Regions from separate parts of the Mus musculus genome. Here region 1 is linked to region 2. Evidence: chromatin contacts called from public HiChIP or PLAC-seq data. All regions are on one chromosome and are shown on one strand. Each heading gives the region's core, a stretch centred on a gene start, on an enhancer-like site or on the middle of the called end of the contact. The rest is flanking DNA. Distances are from core to core; before and after follow the strand shown.

Region 1 (2,700 bases), core at 56-2,555, 60 kb before region 2:
CTTACACCTTTTCCACCTTCTAAGTGCTGAGATTACAGGCATGTACCACCATGCCTGGCCAGACTATTATGCCTTTCATCCTGGTTTCCTGATTTTACAAAAATCATATAAACAGCTCAGTTTTGGTTGTGAAACTTGGAAGCTTTTGTGAGTGACTCCATCCTGACTTTTAGTCTATCCTGTGAAGTCACTCAGAGGGAATCAGCAGCCCCTATAGTATCTATATAACAGCACTGTTCTCCCGCAAGGGCCACAGGGACTCATGATGGACAAAGACCAAGCAGCCACGGGAGGAGCTAAAAGGCCAGGCTTAGGGCCTCACACCTTTTAGTCACAGCACTCAGAAGGCAGAGGCAACTGCATCTCTCTCTGTGAGTTCAAGACCAGTCTACTCTAAAAGGGGAGCTCCCCACCAGCCATGGATCGTGGATACACAAAGAGCTCTTGTCTCAAAACAAACAAACAAACACAACACAGCACACCAAAAAACCTCACAATAAAAACAAGCATGTGGGGGCTGGAGAGATGGCTCAGCAGTTAAGAGCTCTGGCTGCTCTTCCAGGGGTCCTGAGTTCAATTCCCAGCAACCACATGGTGGCTCACAACCATCTGTAATGGGATCCGATGCCCTCTTTTGTTGTGTCTGAACACAACTACAGTGTACTCACATACATAAAATAAATCTTTAAAAAAAAAAACAAAAACAAAAAAAAAGGATGAGCCAGACCCAGTGCACAGGTCTGTAATCTGTAATCTCAGCTGGGTCTACCGAGCAAGTTCCAGGGCAACGTGGCTGAATTAATGAGATTCTAGAATGAATGAAGCCCTCTGTTTAATCTCCTGTATGGAGACAAAGGAAGGGAGAAGGGAGAGGGGGAAGGGAAGAGGATGGAGAGGAGGAAGTGGGGGAGGGGGAAGGGGAAGGGAAGAGGATAGGAAGGAGGGAGAGGGGGGAGGGAGAGGGAGGAGGGTGGGGGAAGAAGGAAGGGGCAGGCTAGCTATGGCTTAACTCAGCTTCCAATCTTATTTCTCACAAATACCTACAAAATTCCTGAAGTCAAAGGTCCAGACCTGCTGTCCTGCTGGAATCCAAGCTGTCCCGCAGAGTCTCCTTGCCAGGCTCTCTGTCACAGAGTGCCTGTGCATCCTTTGAAGCCTGGCGATGACTGCACTCCCCACATTATTCCTGCCACAGTGAGCCAGTAAGGAAGGCCGTCATTTTTTAGGGGCAAACACAGAAGAATCCCTCTGCAATGTGTCTTTCCCTTTATTCTCAGCTAAAGGAGGATGATGCAAGCTGAGCATGCCCAGACAAGCTGAGGTGTTCCTGTCCTACAGTTTAACCTTTCAGACATGGGACCCAGGATGCAAGCTAAGCATTCACAAAAACACGTGTCTGTTGCCTTTTCTTCCTAGATTAGGATCTTCAACTGGGCATGCTCAGGACTGATCCCAGTCTAGGAAAGAGGGCTTTTCTCCCTGAGTAGGATAAAAATCCCTGCAGTTCTCTGTTAGGGGAGGACACTGCTTTGGGAATAACTCCTGTGCGATCCTCACCCATGGCAGTAAATCTTCCTGCACTCATTGAAGCCTTTGTGCTTCTTTTGATTTTGAAACAAGATATGAACCTATTACATCCAGTTCCAGTATGTGCTTCAAAATAATCCGGACTGAGGCTGTTAGAGGTGAGGTCAGGTTTCCATAATAATTGGTGCATCCGATAATCGGCAGGCACAAAGGACATAGCAGGAAGGGGGAAACTATTATTCTCTCATTCCTTCTGCTTTTCGGGGGGGGGGGGGGGGGCGGAGAGAGAGCTGTATTTACATTATGGATTCTATTGGGCTTATTGACTGATTGAATTTTTTTTAAAAAAAGTGCCCTTGGAACCCAGAGGCATAGGATTCCCCAGAGCTGGAGTTACAGACAGCTGTGAGCCATTCGACATAGGAAATAAATTATCATACTGGGCATGAAGTTGGGAGAGAGACATTGTGGGGAGCCCGGGAGGAGTTGGAGGGGCAGTGTGGGTGGATATGGGCATAATACATTGTATGCAAGTAGGAAATTCCCAAAGAAGAAATTTACGGCTTTTTAAACTTTTTTTTTTCCTTGAAACAAGGTCTTGCACCATGTGTAGCCAAGCAAGACTGATCTCAAATTCTTCCAGAGGACCAGAGTTCAACTCCTGGCATCCACAGCAGGAGACTTACAATCACCTGTAATTCCAGCTCCAAGAGATCCTGTTTCTGGCCTCTGGAAACACTTGGAGTCATGTCTACATACCACTGACTACCAGGCATACACACAGATACAGACTTAAAATAAATCCAATTTAAAAAATAAAATGCCCCTTGTACCAGTGTCTTTGGCTACTGTTTTAACAACAATGGACCCCAAGAAAATGAACTTCTCAGCCAGGCATGGGGTGCATCCCTTAAATCTCAGCACGGGAGGCATAGGAAGGAGGGTCTCTGAGAGTTCAAAACCAGCCAGGACAGCCAGGAATACATAGAGAGACCTTGTCTCAAAACACACACACACACACAAAGAGAGAGACAGAGACGGAAACTTTATTTTCCTTTTTTTTGTTTGAGACAGGATCTCAGTATGAAGCCCTGTTTCTCTGGCTCTTATAATCTTTCTGCCCTTCTTCTGCATGACCCTGTGATCCTGGAGCCTTAGGTCCAAGAATTATGC
Region 2 (2,724 bases), core at 75-2,574:
TAGCCCTGACTGTTTTAGAACTAGCTCTGTAGATCTCCAGCTTACTGCCTCTGCTTCCCTAGTGCTGAGACTAATAATGGAGAATGCCACTCTACTGGCAAGACCTCACAGAGAGGTCTCCTGCTCAAGTGTATTTCTGCAAAGTAGGCAGCGTTTCCATTCCCAGGTGTGTCTACTTGCCATTCAAAAGCGAATGCTTGTTAGACAAGTTCCCATTTTGAAAACTCATGTACAGGCATTGACAGGAAGGAGGGAAGAGAGTTGCAGGGTCAATAGGATGGCAGCACACTGATCGGTGTCTTTTTATTCAGGCTACATGTATCTCATAATATATGGTACATACACACGCGCGCGCGTGCGCGCGCGCACACACACACACACACACACACACACACACACTCACACACACACACACACACTTTACAAAAAGTTACACAGAGCAGCAATTTTTGAGCTTTATTTTAAGGGACACACAGGATTGCATAATAAGGTGTGGAATATAGTAATGTTATTATTATAACATTCTGATGTTAGTTGAAAACTAAGTGTTGTTCTGAGCCATGTAAATCTTCAGAAGACAGGTTTTTGTTTTTGTTAGCACAGTGGAAGGCAAAATGAGTTCCGCCAAGAACAACTTTAAAAGAAGCAGCCACTGTTGACGAGACCGACTTTAGAAATCGCTTTCTGAAAGTCTGCATTAAAGGACTACGGAATCTCAGCAGCCAAATCAGGATGGCTTACACCGTGCTGCTCATGAAACTCACACAGGCACTTTGAATATGTTCTTTAAGAGTCGGTGTGCTTTTTAGAAAGATAAGTTGAAATACTAATTCCAAGCAGTTAAATCTAACTTGAAAAGGTTCAGTGAGTTTCTATTTCTCATTAACAAGAACAGTAAATTTTGATTTAAAGTTTACATAAACCGGGCGAGGTGACGCACGCCTTTAATCCCAGCACTTGGGAGGCAGAGGCAGGCGGATTTCTGAGTTCGACGCCAGCCTGGTTTACAGTGAGTCCCAGGACAGCCAGGGCTACACAGAGAAACCCTGTCTCGAAAAACAAAAAAAACAAAAAACAACAAAAAAGTTTACATAAAAAAGTTGTTTATCAACTACAAATGTACGAGAGACAGTAGTGTCCTGAAACACATCTTGGTGGTAGGCGGCAAATCTAGCCATCTGAGCTGTCAGTGGTTTCCGCGTCTGTGCGGTAAAGGAGAGGTTTCCCGGCCAGTGGCTCAGTGGGTGGTTCCCCAGCTAGTGGCTCTGCTGGTCCCCACTGGTGAAAAAGTTCGCATCTCTTGGACCGCCTCTTCCTGGCGCTGACTTCACGCGTGCTCCTGCGCCTGCTCGCGGCGGATACTGACCGGCTACGTTCCCGCCATATATTTAAGTTTCATTTCCAGCGGCCACTGAGAGTTCCCCTTTTCGCGGCCTTTCTTCGAAGTCGATTTATTCTTTCCCGGACCGAAGAGCGGCAGATATGGAAGATCCGCGTAGAAGGACGACGGCGCCACGCGCTAAGAAGCCGTCCGCGAAGCGCGCCCCGACGCAGCCCAGCAGGACCAGGGCCCACGCGGAAAGCTGCGGCCCGCAAAGGGGGGCTCGATCGCGGCGGGCGGAGCGTGACGGGGACACCACGGAGAAGCCACGTGCCCCAGGGCCCCGAGTGCATCCAGCAAGGGCCACTGAGCTCACCAAAGATGCACAGCCCTCGGCCATGGACGCGGCAGGAGCCACCGCGCGGCCTGCCGTCCGGGTGCCCCAGCAGCAGGCCATCCTGGATCCGGAGCTGCCCGCCGTACGGGAGCCCCAGCCGCCCGCGGATCCCGAGGCGCGGAAAGTCGTAAGGGGACCTAGCCACAGAAGGGGCGCGCGCTCCACCGGGCAGCCCAGAGCGCCGCGAGGGTCCAGGAAGGAACCGGACAAGCTAAAGAAGGTGCTGGACAAATTGAGATTGAAACGCAAAGATATCTCGGAGGCGGCCGAGACGGTGAATAAAGTTGTGGAACGCCTGCTGCGCAGAATGCAGAAACGGGAGTCGGAGTTCAAAGGTGTGGAGCAGCTGAACACTGGCAGCTACTATGAACATGTGAAGGTGAGCGTCAAGACCTGCTGGAGGGGCTCCGGCCCCACTCCTCACTTGCCTCCTCAGCTGTTTGGGGGTCCCACACTCTTAGGGCCCCCCTCCCTTGGAACACCCCAGTCTTTTTTTTTTTTTTTTAATTCATCCAGTTAGCTCACAGCAAGCAATATTGATAGCTAGTTAGTTTGCTTTGGAGGGATGGGACAGGTGACCTTAAAGTAGTCGCAGGGGAGTCATCTTTATTAATCCTTCCCCAACTATAGCCTCTAGATTGAATCTAGTCCATCCCTGAGACTTTGGGACCGCCTGCAATTAGGGCAGAATTGTATACAACTAATTGGGAGAGGTGGCTGGGTACTCAAGTGAGGGTCCGTTGACATTGTCGCACCCCCTATGAGCGAACGTCATCTACAAGCCTACCTCTAATGCTCTTCGGAGAGTAGGCCCGGCTGAGTTCCTGAAGATGATGGTGATAGCTATTCTCTGCTAGTGAAATGAGCCAATTCAAGCCAAATTAAAATATATTAAGGCAGGTTTATTAGAAAGCTGCTCTTGGGCAGGTTCACTGGTCCTAAGAAAAAGGCCAGGGTAGTCACTGTGGGGAGGGAGACAGAGGGAAGAGGGAAGAGAGAGAGAGAG

What was found. HiChIP or PLAC-seq counts read pairs in DNA pulled down with a chosen protein or histone mark.
Region 1: an H3K27ac HiChIP or PLAC-seq map of embryonic stem cells shows a contact between it and region 2, with 13 read pairs. The contact joins the enhancer-like site here to the promoter of Cgas in region 2. A contact is called at or near these places in 1 of 39 promoter capture datasets (second pharyngeal arch cranial neural crest), 1 of 484 Hi-C or Micro-C datasets (embryonic stem cells), 6 of 115 datasets of contacts at active chromatin or transcription factors (the SCID.adh cell line, bone marrow-derived macrophages, embryonic stem cells and 1 more) and 3 of 9 other capture datasets (adipose tissue, liver and pancreatic islet).

What each region holds. Positions count from the first base shown.
Region 1 is chr9:78,502,061-78,504,760 of GRCm38.p6, reverse strand. No RefSeq gene overlaps it. Among named protein-coding and RNA genes, the nearest start is that of Eef1a1, 22 kb to the right of the region's middle. Within about 2 kb of position 1,305, at least 124 of the 459 cell types and tissues checked have an H3K27ac peak or open chromatin away from gene starts, as enhancers often do. A contact at or near this core is called in embryonic stem cells and trophoblast stem cells, where this site is marked.
Region 2 is chr9:78,441,837-78,444,560 of GRCm38.p6, reverse strand. Cgas (cyclic GMP-AMP synthase) reads left to right here and starts at 1,324. Exons shown (of 5, transcript NM_173386.5): 1 at 1,324-2,097. The coding sequence starts at 1,483. It also overlaps a transcript of Mto1 not described here.